4 separate regions of the Sus scrofa genome follow, and all the other regions are linked to region 1. The links are chromatin contacts, called in public Hi-C maps. All regions are on one chromosome and are shown on one strand. Each heading gives the region's core, a stretch centred on a gene start, on an enhancer-like site or on the middle of the called end of the contact. The rest is flanking DNA. Distances are from core to core; before and after follow the strand shown.

Region 1 (3,343 bases), core at 154-2,653:
GATTGTATGATTCTGGCTATTCTTTCATGGCATCAGGGAGACACAAAAGCCTTCCAAATGAGGAAGCTGGATGGAGAGAGGTGGCTGGAGTTGAAAGGCAACATTAGCCAGGTGTGACACCTGACTTTGCCCCACGGCAGCTGCTGCCCTGGTGCTCATTCTTGCTACTTGTCATCTTGCTGGTAGCACCCCAAGAGGCTGCTGCTGCAGGGTGTGAGTGATGACATGGTTAAATCCAAGTTGGAGCCGGTGGACAGCAGTGGAGGTGAGGACTGCCAAACACATACACCTGGTGCCACACTTGGCACTGCTGGGTGCTAGGAAGCTGTTCTTGATGATAAGCAAGATAAATATTCTGACATGGAAGCAAAGAAAAGGCAACCTAAATAGAACACGTAGAGACTTAGGAGCCATTTTCCCTCTGCAATCTACAGGGCCCTGGAGTAATAGACGCCTTCCTTAGAAAAGAATAAGGGAAGGGAGCAATTTCAGAAAACATTCAACATGAAATGCTTAGTACAACTCCTTTTCTGATATAAATGAGTGCTTAGTTTTGTGTAAAGAACAGGGACCTGTTATCACTTTTCACTCATTTGATGCATAAGATGCAAAGCTAATTTCATGGTACAGAAACACCCAAGAGGTTGCTTGCTTTCTGTTAATATAAAAGACATCTTTGACACTGGCACAGAGGATATGTATATGTACACACACACACACACATACACACACACACACACACAGGAGAGCTGATAAATGCATTAAATGCATAAATTATTTATTGGTCCTAGCACAGCATGCACTATGACAAGAAATGAGATGTATCTGTGTGATATGCTTGCACATGTAGAAGTTAAGGGAGGATTCTCAGGTAGTACCAGGCCAGAAAACATTCTGCCTTTGAAGAACAAAAGTACAAAGATGTTCCAACAATTGAAGGTTATGGTTTTGCACAATGGCATATTGTTCATTGCATTTGGAAAGAGGGCGTGGAGAAGACAATCATCTTCCCCAGCCTGGATCTCTTTAGCATGATTCCATTTAGTGTCATCCACTCAGTAAGATTTAACAAGATGTGTCTGCTAGCCTGCAAAAAAACCTGGTTGACAAGAGTGTTGTGTGTCAGGAAGCAGATCAAAAGTGGGCTTGGTGGTTGTTGAACACTGCGTACTTTTACAGAAATAAATGAATAATTTAACTCATTTTAGTACTTGTGGAGGGCACTAAACTGACAGCTCTGGGGCCCAAGTCCTGACTGCTGCCCTGGTGCATCATGAGTATAAACATGGAAGCGACTGCATCCAGCCACAAAGATGAGCCTCTTACCTCAACTAGACTGAGGAGAAAGGGATCCTATTGGTTGGTCCAAGCATGATCATGGCTGTGCAGGAGGTACTGCCGGCCAGAGTGGAGAGGAGAAGCATGTGCTAGACTATCTTTTATATAGGTGACTGGGGAGATTTTAAGAGATGGATACATTTCTGTTCATGACCCACCCCAACTGGATTTAAACCTATGAGTCTAATATGGGATGTTGATGTAGCAACTTCTTCAGTTACTATGTTTACTTCCAAACCAAAGACAAAACAAAACAATCCAAAACCCAAACCAAAATACCTTTGAACGAAGTCCCAAGAACAGGAAGAAATAGTTCCAACCCATACTCACCAAGTGACGGTTATTTTTGGCTGTGGTCTGGGCTGTGGAGATGCTCTTTGGCTGCTGTCACTGTGCATGGCCGTCTGACTGGAAATTTTGTGAGCTGGGAAAGGGTTGGTTATATTTGGCCTCTGGAAGGGAAGTTGCTGAGATAGAGAGGCACCTTTGGATCACAGGGTTTGAACCCATGCCAATGGGAGGGAAAGCAACGCACCCATTTCCTGCTGTGGAAGCCAGTGGGACAGCACAGCTGAATCCTTTGGCAGGGTTGTGGGGGAGCTCTGCAGGGCAACATGACACACTATTGCTGGGGGAGCTTATTTCAGCCCAGTGAGACCACTGTCCCTGGCTGAACCAGCCAGGAGTGCTGGCACGGGCTCAGCTACTGTGTCTGCAAAGCGAGATTCATGCCCTCAGCTTTCCTTAGCCCATGGCATTCAGTCTAGGCTACTTCCTGCTCCTGCATTCATGGAGGTTTCCACATTGTTTACTGGTTATTATTCATATGTCCCATGTTTGCTACTAGATCGTGAGTGCTTTGGTTTTACCTTTGTGATCCACATAGCTTCCACACACAAGAACATTTTAAAAATCAAACATGTGCTAGGTTGCCCTCCCCCTTTAAGCTCTAGGTTATGTATATATAAAATTATTGAATCTTCAGTTGTGTTATAAAAAGAATGACACTCCAGTCATGATAGAAAAACAGGATTATTGTTTATGAATATACCACTAAAATATGCATTTTGTAAGGCTCATTGATTTATTCCCAATTCAAGAAACCACATAGACACACAAAATGGTTCATTAGATATTCATTATACCTCCTTAGCTGCTTTTATTAGAAATGCCCACAGTGCCAATGGCAAGGTTGACGTTTTCAGGGGTTGAATCAATGCTTGAAACTCATCAATTTCTTATAGGCAGTTCTGGTGTAAGGTATTTTGATGATTTTATAGAAATGTTTTACCCCATTAAAAAGCTATAACTTAAACAGTGACGCAGGGCAGGCTCATATTAGATGATGAATGACTTTGTGTAAGAGATTTTAAATTTGTCAAATCTGCATTAGAGAACTGTATTTGGAATTGGTTAGAAGGTTGGGTGACTTCTCCAGGTGAAAATGACATTTGTTTTATGGATCCCTCCAAAACAATTCCCCGGGAGTTTTCATTTGAATAAATCACGTCCCAGTTCAGCACTCCAGAGTCAGCATAGTTGGCTTAGCTGCTTCCCTGTTTCTTCTTTTTAGGAAAAAAGGCTCAATTTCTTCATTTGTAAAGAAGTGAGACTAGGTAACCTGAAGTGAGAATCTTTATATCCTCCATTCATTCATTCACTCCACACCTGTTTACTGGCACTAAAGAAACAGCAACATACAAACCCTTGTTCTCATGGAGATAACATCCTAGAAGGTGAAAGACAATAAACAAATAAGCTCCATGGATTGGAAGTGCCCTGAGGCAGTAAAGGAGGGTATTGTGATGGTAAATGGGGCAGGTGCCACTAGCCTCTCTGAGAAAGGGTCATTTCAGCTGAGAAGCCACCTGAGTGACCATCCAGAGGAGGAGCCTTGCAAGAGCAGGGGCCAGCCAAGGCTGTGGATGGTGGTACAACAGCTGCTCTAGGAAGAGAAAGCCCTGAGTGTTTTCTTTGTGGATCTTCTTTGCCCAGCTCTAGAGCT
Region 2 (3,209 bases), core at 422-2,921, 370 kb before region 1:
TTATGGAGCCTAGTTGGGTTCTTAACCCACTGAGCCACAACAGTAACTCCAAGAGCTCTTTTTAAAGTACTTAATATTATCTATTTTATACTATGCAGTGTGTCATGGTAGAAACAATATTAGACACAGAGTTAGAAGACTTGGATTCTGGTCTGTGGACATTCATCTCTTCATCACTTAAGGAATGGGTTTAATTAAGTCTTCTTTCAAGTCTTTTTTTCAGCTCTAACATCTTGGGACTTCAGTGCCCATTCATTGCCCTGCCTATCTACGGCAGGAAGGGGGAGACCCTCACTCTGGTGGGCTTGCGGCTATAGCTCCCACTCTTTGCTGGCCTGCCAGGGCCCCTGGTGATCACCTTACAAGAAACTAAGAAAAGTGCTCACACATACCCAGAAAGATGTTCCAGATACTTTAGGTGAAAAAAAGGCAAATTGAAGACCTATATGTAATTCTTTGCATAAATACTCTAGGAAAAATTTAAAATACAGGGTAGTATATGCATGATTAAGAGAAATCTTACTTTGGATTTTAAACATGTCTGTATTGTTTGAACTTATGCTGTGAGCATATTTTCTTTGATAAAATGATAATAATAACAAAGATGTAAACAAAATTAGGGAGTTCCCTGGTGGCCTAGTGGTTCAGTCTCGGTTCTTTCACTGCTGCGGCCCATGTTTGATCCTTGGTCTGGGAACTGAGATCCCACATCCAGCCACTAAAGCTGTGGCAAAAAAAAAAAAAAAGATGTTAACAAAATTTAAAAACATCTTCAGTGTAGACAATTTGGAGGAAAAAAGAAAGAAAAATCTCTTATAATCCACCCCAACCTAGAAATATCACTATTAACAGTTTAACTTTTATTCTTTCAGTCTTTTTTCTATATGTATATATCATCTAGAAATGTACATATGTATTTACAAAATGTAATCATATTGCCCAAAATGTCTTATAATTGGCTTTACTTAATCATATATTCTTTCTAGGTTTGCATGTCATTAATGTTTCTTCTACAGTCTACAGCATGATTTTAATGACTGCTTATTTTTTCCATATTGTATGCGGCCAGTCTTCTATTGCCACACATATTGGCTGTTCTCCGTTTCTCCCCATTGTAAGTATTGACAAGCTTTTGGAGAATAATGAATCGCTGAAATATTTGGCTTGGTTTCTCTCTTTGGGTAGAGGCGGCTGCTCTGTCTTTTCTTCCTCCTCTTTGTATCCTTCAGCTTTTGGGTGAAGGCCCAGAGAGCTCTACAAGGGGCGGTGTGTGTTTAAGAAACTCAGCTAAAGAAACAAACGGATCGCAAAGAGCTCTGAACTCAGAGTGTTGGGAAAATGCTGAGCGTTGTAATTGGCCTAATGTTGCTCCCGCGAGAGATGCCATCTCCCTAGGCCTCCGAAGTTCTGGCAGGAGTTTTAACTTTTCTCATCCAACTGATGACAGACAAATATTCCTCACTTCAACAGTTACGTGCAACCCCCAAAAGATTTCCCTGAGTCTGTCAGACACTCACTGGAACTGCTTACCAGCTCATCTTTGAATATGGAAAAGCAGGCATGGTGACATCAGCAAATCAGGACTGTGGGCTGTAGGTTTCATGGAGAATATGGCCTCTTGCACAGTGTTGGCCTCTGCTCCCTGAGCCAGGCCGTTGGTCCAGTTGTGACTTAGGAAGGAATGCCACTGACAAGCCACGGGCTTGCCAGGGAATTACTCAGCAGATGCCAACAAGTAACCTCATATGATAATCAAATGTGAGCCAAGCTGCGAACGCTTTGCATAACAGCATATTTGGATTTGAGGCTTAGCTTTCAGAGCTTGAGTTTCACGTTTGCCCGAGCACAGTCCCAGGGCCCTTCCTGTGTGCCTGGCCTTTGCTTGCAAGTGCAGAGAGCAGTTCTTCCAAGAGCCAGAGCTTGGCTCTCCCCTCGAGGTAATGCAGAGCCCTGCCAGAGATCAGCTGTCTCTCATCTCTTCTGCAGTGTTTCTCCATAAGCCCTGGTTCTTACCAGTTGGCCAGCAACGTGGGTGACAATGCCTCATTTTGCTGTTTAGACACTTAATAGTCATTGCTGGTCTTGTCATGGCCTTCGATGCACCTTACCAATGAGAGAGGTTTGTTAACTGACAGCTGCTGATATCACAACATTCTACCCAGTTGTGGCTGTAGGAATTGGCAAAGTGCTACTGCATCAACATGTATTTAGGCTGTCCAAGAGCCTCTGAAAGAACCAAAAAGCTTACAGGTTTTACGCCCCTCACTCCTGGATCTGGCCTTGCTCCTGAAGATATCATGAGAGCTAGGAGTATGATGAATTTAGTATCCACGTGATGGTGATACACTCTCTGCTTTTCTGCACGAATTTGCTACAGAATGGCAGCCACAATCTGGGATCCTCTTGAGCTAGAGACCAGAGCCAAATGACTGGGCTGGCCCACCCACTTTATCAGCACTGCCTCAATATATGTCAGAGTTTTCTCAAGGCCTTGGGAGTTGTGTATCAAGGTGATATTGAACATGAGTATTCAAACAGCAATACCTTGAATGAGAGACAAAGGCTGGTCAGTGATCTTTATAATTCTCCCAAAGAAGGAACCCCTTCAAACTCCAAGCAAGAAAAAATTATTCCCATGAAATAAACCTTTAAATCTCCCCTGCTCATGCCACCGGGCTCTTTGAGATCTCTGACCTCATCAGGAGTCTGTGGTTGTGACAGGAGTGCCCAGGTTAGAGACAGGAAGAGCTGCTGTGTCACTCAGCAACAGCTATATTAGAGACACAAAGCCTTCCCTAGGACTAGGCTGATAAGGACTGAATACCTAAAAAAGTACTTTAAAAAAGAAATGAATCCATAATTAAAGATCCTCAAGAAAGAAGCTGACATTTCGACACAGACCTAATAATAAGACCTCATGGGAATTTCAAAAGTTCTCCAGAGTAGGTGTGAACAGTTGGATTTCCCTTGCCCCATCAATGAAGGTTTATCCCCACCCCCATTTCTCCATAAGGAAAAGCTGAAGGTTGATCTCTGAACCCTTTATATAATGGGCTTATCACCAAATGTGGGTTGTCATTCTCAAAGTGAAAAATCGCTTTCCTTTCAGAATGAAGGAGAACTCTTCTAACTTCTGTTAACTACAGACATACTGGGGCTTGTAGAGTCCTTACGGTGTCACTACTCTTAAGCATGAATGGCAGAAAGCA
Region 3 (3,046 bases), core at 518-3,017, 270 kb before region 1:
CCCAACTCGCATAAAATTATCTAGTAAATATAATAAAGGCAGCATTTCAAATCAGTGAGGAAAGCGATTATTCAATAGACAGTGCTGGGACTAGTGAATATCCATCTAGGAAAAAACAAAGTACAAACTCCAAATACTAAAATGTAAAACTGAAAACATAGTAAGTTAGAAGAAACCTCAGGAGTATTCTTTTATAAACTGCATGGGGAATGAAAGTCATGTCTTTCATAATATAATAATAATCAGAAGCCTTAAGACTAGATTGATAGCAGTTCATCGACATAAAAATCCCTAAATTTTTGTATGACAGAAACTACCAAATTCACTTAACTGGAAAATATTTTTTGCAGCTCATACCACAGACAAAAGGCTAAATTTCCTTCATGTATAAAAATGTTCCTTCAAACTCTCATCACAGACAAGAGGCTACTTTCCTAAACATTGAGAAAGGCTACCTACAAAATAGTAAGAAAATGACAACAGTCTAACAAAAAAATGGGCAAAAGTGATGATTTTAGTAGTTCACAGGGAAATACAAATGACTTTTTATTATATTTAAAGATGCTCAACTTCATTCACATGAGAAATGTAAATTAAAACTACACTGAGATACCATTTTTTCCCCACAGATCTGTTTTCAAAAAATAAAGAAGCTTAGTAACAATGGCCTGGCAAAAGATCTGGGATCTGGAACTGCTATGAAATAAAGGAGAGGCTCTTCATTCAGGAGACAGTGTTAGGGATATAGAATCCTCATGCACTGCTGGTAGGCGGGTAAGAGATACACTTCCAGTGGAGTGGCGGTTTGTATGTAGGCACTGCTCAAAATTGCAAATACGTATTTGCTTTGACCTAGCAAATCTTAATTTAGGAATATATTCTAGGAAAATGGACATACACGATTTTCACTGTGGCTTTAGCAGAAAAATTAGAAATGGCCTAAATGCTCATGTATGGGGGTCTGGTAATTACTGTAAATTGTGGGATTCCTTGCAGTTTTGAAAAAGAAAGACAACGGAGAAAGAAGCACATGTTTACCATTTGTGCAAAAAAGGAGAAAATAGAGTATATGTGTATTTTCTTATATATAACTAAACTACTCCTGAGTGAATACAAGGGAAATAAGTCACATTAGTTTTCATGGAGTGAGAACTGGATGACTTGGGAAGAGTTGGAGGGAGAGTTTTGTCACAGCATGTACTTTTTGTACTTTTCTGTTTGTATTTTTGAAGGTAATTATCTTTTGAAAAAGTAAGTTCTGAGAGAGAACTTATGAAGGAAGAGTCTTGAAAAAAAATTGAACAATAAAATATATTGTTTTAATGAAATAGTTTAGTTTCCTTACTTGAAAAGTAGCATTGCTCTACCGGGAAAAAAGTGCGCGGTTTGAGGGGAACATATGTTTAATTAAATTGCCTCTTCAGCAATATTAAAAATCAGTCATTTGTGATTTGGGCAGAATACATTAAAATCCTGTGGATGATAGAGTTTGGAAGTTTGCTTTGAACTTCAACTGGGAAGCGAAGGGGTTAAAGGTGTGATGCAGGTAAAGGAAGGGTTAAAAGCATTATGCAAGCTGTTAAGTAAAAAGGAAGTGCATTACAAAATGCTGAGCTCAGGAGTCTGGCTGTCGGCCAAGCCTTTGCTTTCTTCACTACAGCTGAGGGCTTTCTAAGCTTCCCACCAGTGGGTTTGTCTGAACTGTTTAGGAATGCGGCCTCGGTCGCCAGCTGACGTCAGCGCCGCCGGTTCAGCCTCAGGCCAGAGCCAGGACTGACGGCACGCGGGAGGGCGGGGCTTGTATGTGACTGACGGCGCGGGGCGGAACGCATGTGTGTTAGTGATACAGCGGGGGCGGGGCGGCGCGCTGGTTTGAGGTTCCTTAATGAATATTAAATTATGATTATATATTTTCCTTGTAAAAAAGGTGGAACACTTTCTTTTCTATCGTTTTTGAAAGCCAAGGCTCTCTATTTCTTCAGTTTGAATAGTAAGTATAAGCATAAAGTTAAATATTTATAACATATATCAGATTGTCAAATTTCGCGGGCTGTTTTTATTTCAGGGAGGGAGAGAGTATAAACTATGGTGATGCTTAATGGAGGCGGGGCTAGAGAGATGATTTTTGCTGGGTAAGAGGTTCTGGATTTTTCTTGCCGAAAGTCCATTTCATTTCAGAATTGGTATGAGAAAAAATTGTAAAAACTGTCGAACGCAATTCTCTAAAAAGAACGTCAAGAAGAAATGTTGTCAATAACTGCCAATATCGAGTACAGCTCTATTAAAACCACCTATGGGCACAGTAGGTTTGAGTTACTGCTGCTGATTCTTCAGCCCCCAGAGAAAAATGTGGGCTTTTTTCTGGGGACAACTTACAAAGGTCACATTTAAAGCTGCATTTCCCTTCTTGTTTCCTGTTTTCATACGGTTAATTTTATTTTTAAAAACATGCGTTTTCCTCGACTATTTATTAATTAGATCACTTTGCTTGGTCATTTCCAAGGGTTTTTGTCAATCTTCTGGTTCACAGTTAATGTGAGTTATAGTCAGGAAAGCAAGTTTATTAGCCTTTTGTACGTGGGGAGGTGAGTGGTGTGGGGGGTGAACATGGAGTACAATACAAGTTTATAAACAAGGGTCTAAAACAGAGCCATTACATTTCATGGAAAACTTTGTTGCTTGATCAGTCCAATAAAGGAAGACTTGAGTGACTACTGAAGTTATCTGGTATAGATAATTTAATAGACTGGATTTGTGTGTTTCAGGGATGGAGGTTTTAGTCCATGAGCCTTATGCTTGTTTGTCCTTGTTAAGCCACTTATGCATGATCTTGATCATTTCTTTAGGCATTGATTGCACTTACCTTCTGGAGTTGGTCACTATAATTGCACATATGTGTAGCAGCCTGGCTAAGATTAAGTCAGCCTGTAGACCAGGAAGAAACAAAACAACAAAAAACCTGGACCTTTTTTGGCAAAAGACAACATGTTCAGCCCTGAATTGACAATTTCATAGAATTCAAGAGTGTTCTGAGTTTGTGAATAGT
Region 4 (3,312 bases), core at 285-2,784, 340 kb before region 1:
AGTGCGAAAAACAACGTCCGTAGCGTTCCTGGTTCAGCCTGGGACTCTCCGCTTCTACCCTGGCCCTGGCCCCAGCAAGCTGTGTCCTCTGTTCGCCCGCCCTGCACGCTGCCTTTACCCTGGAGGATGGGCCGCTCGGGGCGGCAGAGAGCGCGGCGCACATCCCGAGCGCCAGGGCTCCCCTCAGCCCGACGCCTGGGGCCGAGGCGTGCCAGATTCAAGTGCGCACCAAGCGCGCTCGCAGCCGCCGTCCGCTGCGGAGCAGCCGGGGCGCGCCGTCTGCAGTTGCTGGGCTGTGCGCTCGGGCCCGTAGGGTGTGTGTGTGTGTGTGTGCGCGCGCGCGCGCGCCCGCCCGTGGTGTCTGTACTCACAAAGGTGTGTTTGCTAAACCCACTGCCCCCGGGTGCCCTCCACTACGAGCCCGATCACTCTCAGGCATGGACTGGTGTATCCGCAGCGCGGCCGCGGGGGCGACAAGGGCCGGTTCAAGTTCCCCAGCTCCGCGCCGGCGAGCGGGCCGGCTTCCTCGCCCGCGGGGCTGAGGAAGCGCGAGGGCGGGGCGGCTGTGGCTGGCTCCGGACGCAAGTCGCACTGCTACTGGGCAGGTTCGGAGCGCTCTGCGCTTTATCGGACACTTTGGCAGGCTCAGGAGCCGAGACAGAGCGGACTTGGAGCTCGGGGCTGGGTGCACTGCAGCCACGAGGGGCAGCGGGGCTGGTGCTCTCCTCCTCCGCCTAGGTTTGCAAAAGTGAACTGGAAAACAGCCGCGGAACGCAGCCTCCTCCCTTTTCTCCGGCGCCGCAGCCTGGGCTGGGGGTGGGGGGAGTTCCTCCGGTCTGACTGGAGGGGAAGCGGGCGGCCGGGCAGCTTCAGCCGCACCTCCTCCGCCTTCCTCTCCACCCCGGTCCCCGGGGTTCCACGCCGCATTTCTTTGTTTTGAAAGCGCCTCCTCCGCCCAGAGGCTTTTCCCCCGGCGGGCAGGCTCTGATGGGGGGGTGGGGCATCGACCCGCCGGCCCCGCCCTCCATTTAGCTCGGACACCTCCTCCTTACTCACCTCCTATCTCCCCTTCCCTCCCCGCTGCGACCCACGAGGCGCGTCCTCACTTGCAGGACATCAAAGGATGGCAGGGAATTGGAGGGGTAAGTTGAGTAGGCTAGGGGCGCAAAGACCCACCCACCTTAGGCCAGGCCTGGCGGCCCGCCCCCTCCCGCGGGAACCCTGCCAGAGCCCCGCCCCTCCGCGTCACAGCAGCCTGACATTCTCACAACCCCACCGGCACCCAACCCCACCGCCCCCGCTACCCTGGTGTCCGCGGAGTGCTCTATTTATGTTTCAGCCCAGCGATTTGCATAGGGCCCGCCCCTGGCCCTAGGTCCCCCTATCGGTGCCCCGCCTCAGCCAGGACGTCATGGAGAAGGCCTCGCCTCTTGTGCCCATACAAGGAGCGGCGGGCCCTAGATGGCAGCGTGGCGTCGCGGCGGCGTGTGCGTGTCGCGCTTCCTTGTGCCGTTTATAGGGTCTCGGCACTTCCGCTGTCGGGTTAGAAGCGGCGCGGTCATGGCGGAGCGCGGACAGCAGCCTCCTCCCGCGAAACGGCTCTGCTGCCGGCCGGGCGGCGGCGGCGGCGGCGGCAGCGGCGGCGGGGCCAGCAGCGGCGGCGGAGGAGCGGGTGGCGGTTACAGCTCTGCCTGTCGGCCGGGCCCGCGGGCGGGCGGTGCGGCGGCAGCGGTGTGCGGGGGCGGCGCAGCGTTGGGGCTGCTGCCACCGGGCAAGACCCAGAGCCCCGAGTCGCTGCTGGACATCGCTGCGCGCAAGGTGGCTGAGAAGTGGCCGTTCCAGCGCGTGGAGGAGCGCTTTGAGCGCATCCCGGAGCCGGTGCAGCGCCGCATCGTCTACTGGTCCTTCCCCCGCAGCGAGCGGGAGATCTGCATGTACTCGTCCTTCAACACCGGCGGCGGCGCCGCGGGCGGCCCCGGCGACGACAGCGGCGGCCCCGGCGGCGGCGCGGGCGGCGCGGGCGGCGGCGGCTCCTCGTCCTCGCCGGCCGCCACCTCGGCCGCCGCCGCCGCCGCCGCTGCCGCCGCCGCCGGGGCCGGGGCCCCGTCGGTGGGGGCCGCCGGGTCGGCGGACGGCGGCGATGAGACACGGCTGCCCTTCCGCCGGGGCATCGCGCTGCTGGAAAGCGGCTGCGTCGACAACGTCCTGCAAGTCGGTGAGTCACGGGGCAGTCTGGGGGCCGTCTGTCCGTCGGTCAGTCCCTCAGGGGGGCGCCCGCCCCCTCCCCTCTGGGCAGCCCCTCAGCGCAGCGCGCGCCCGCACCCCGCCCGGTGCCCTCACCGGCCCGGACAGTCCTCCTGAGTGGAGCGCCCATTTCCTCCCCGCCCCTCCCCGCCCCCTGTCTCCCCGGACGGGCCAGCGCGAGTGGGAAATGAATCAGCAGGACGCGCCCCGCCGCGGGGTCGGCGGGGTGGGTGTCGGGTGCTCCCGGTCCCCTCCATTCCTCCCCCTCCTCCCCCGGAGCACGTCCTGGAGCCCTGCTCGCCTGTTTTGGGGGGTGAATGTGGACAAAGGCACCGGCGGACGGCCGGGCTCCGGCGGAGGGTGTGTGTGGCGGGGCCGTGCGGGGCGGGGGAGGGGGCGCGGGCCGCACAGACAATGCCGGCCGGTGCCGAGCGGGCGGCCGGGCCGAGCTCTATGCTCTCTCTCCTCTCTTTCCTTGTCTGTGGCTCGCTGAGCGTCTTTCTTTCTCCTCTCCCCCTCCCTCCCCGCCCCCTCGATTTGAGGGGAGGAAAATACATTTTAATGCCACTCGGCGGCCGCTCCTCTCAGGGCTTCGACGGGCTGGCGGCCGTGGCGCTCCAGGGGTCGCTGCGGCGTCTGGGCTGGCCCGGACGAGCTCCGCCGGTCGCCCCGGGATTTAAATGTCCTTCGCTCCGCGCCTTGCCCTGTGGGAGCTGCGCGGGCGGCGGGCTGGACGCCTCTCCTGAGGGATCTCTCCCGCCGAAGACGCCCCCCGAATTAAAGGGCGCGAGCCGGGCCGGGAGCGGCTGGCTCTTCCCCTTTCCGAGGCATGCCCGGGTTTCCTCCCGCCAGAGTTCTCTTTGCGCGAGGGGCCGGGGGTCGCGCTCCGTGCGAGCCGCGGGGAGCAGTGACGGCCCGGGGCTCGCGGCCGGCGGCTGCAGGAGCGCGAGGCGGAGGGGCTCCGAGGCTGCTCCCGCGTCCCGCCCGGAGCGACCGCCTGGCAGCCGGGCACGACCTCGCACTTTGTTCTCATTTTCAGGTTTATTTGTGTTCCTTTCAGTTTTCTGT

What was found. A called contact is a pair of places that touch in the nucleus more often than the background predicts.
Region 2: a Hi-C map of psoas muscle shows a contact between it and region 1, with 2.6 times the contacts expected there. The contact joins two enhancer-like sites. A contact is called at or near these places in 2 of 47 Hi-C or Micro-C datasets (psoas muscle and skeletal muscle) and 1 of 2 datasets of contacts at active chromatin or transcription factors (skeletal muscle).
Region 3: a contact with region 1 is called in a Hi-C map of skeletal muscle, with 2.5 times the contacts expected there. The contact joins two enhancer-like sites. A contact is called at or near these places in 3 of 47 Hi-C or Micro-C datasets (embryonic fibroblasts, psoas muscle and skeletal muscle) and 1 of 2 datasets of contacts at active chromatin or transcription factors (skeletal muscle).
Region 4: a contact with region 1 is called in a Hi-C map of heart right ventricle, with 3 times the contacts expected there. The contact joins the promoter of ZSWIM6 here to the enhancer-like site in region 1. A contact is called at or near these places in 1 of 5 promoter capture datasets (liver), 6 of 47 Hi-C or Micro-C datasets (alveolar macrophages, embryonic fibroblasts, fetal heart ventricle and 2 more) and 1 of 2 datasets of contacts at active chromatin or transcription factors (skeletal muscle).

Annotation. Positions count from the first base shown.
Region 1 is chr16:40,442,763-40,446,105 of Sscrofa11.1, forward strand. The region is part of intron 1 of LOC102167681 (a long non-coding RNA gene); the gene reads left to right. Among named protein-coding and RNA genes, the nearest start is that of ZSWIM6, 340 kb to the left of the region's middle. Within about 2 kb of position 1,404, at least 4 of the 83 cell types and tissues checked have an H3K27ac peak or open chromatin away from gene starts, as enhancers often do. A contact at or near this core is called in skeletal muscle, where this site is marked.
Region 2 is chr16:40,075,735-40,078,943 of Sscrofa11.1, forward strand. LOC102161888 (a long non-coding RNA gene) reads left to right here. Exons shown (of 7, transcript XR_001301840.2): 6 at 1,070-1,114; 7 at 1,230-3,209. Among named protein-coding and RNA genes, the nearest start is that of ZSWIM6, 28 kb to the right of the region's middle. Within about 2 kb of position 1,672, at least 17 of the 83 cell types and tissues checked have an H3K27ac peak or open chromatin away from gene starts, as enhancers often do. A contact at or near this core is called in skeletal muscle, where this site is marked.
Region 3 is chr16:40,176,289-40,179,334 of Sscrofa11.1, forward strand. All of the region lies in intron 1 of ZSWIM6 (zinc finger SWIM domain-containing protein 6), which reads left to right. Among named protein-coding and RNA genes, the nearest start is that of ZSWIM6, 72 kb to the left of the region's middle. Within about 2 kb of position 1,768, at least 30 of the 83 cell types and tissues checked have an H3K27ac peak or open chromatin away from gene starts, as enhancers often do. A contact at or near this core is called in skeletal muscle, where this site is marked.
Region 4 is chr16:40,103,965-40,107,276 of Sscrofa11.1, forward strand. ZSWIM6 (zinc finger SWIM domain-containing protein 6) reads left to right here and starts at 1,535. Exons shown (of 14, transcript XM_021076973.1): 1 at 1,535-2,215. The coding sequence starts at 1,561. It overlaps LOC110257311, which reads left to right and starts at 2,222. Exons shown (of 1, transcript XM_021076974.1): 1 at 2,222-3,312. The coding sequence starts at 2,659.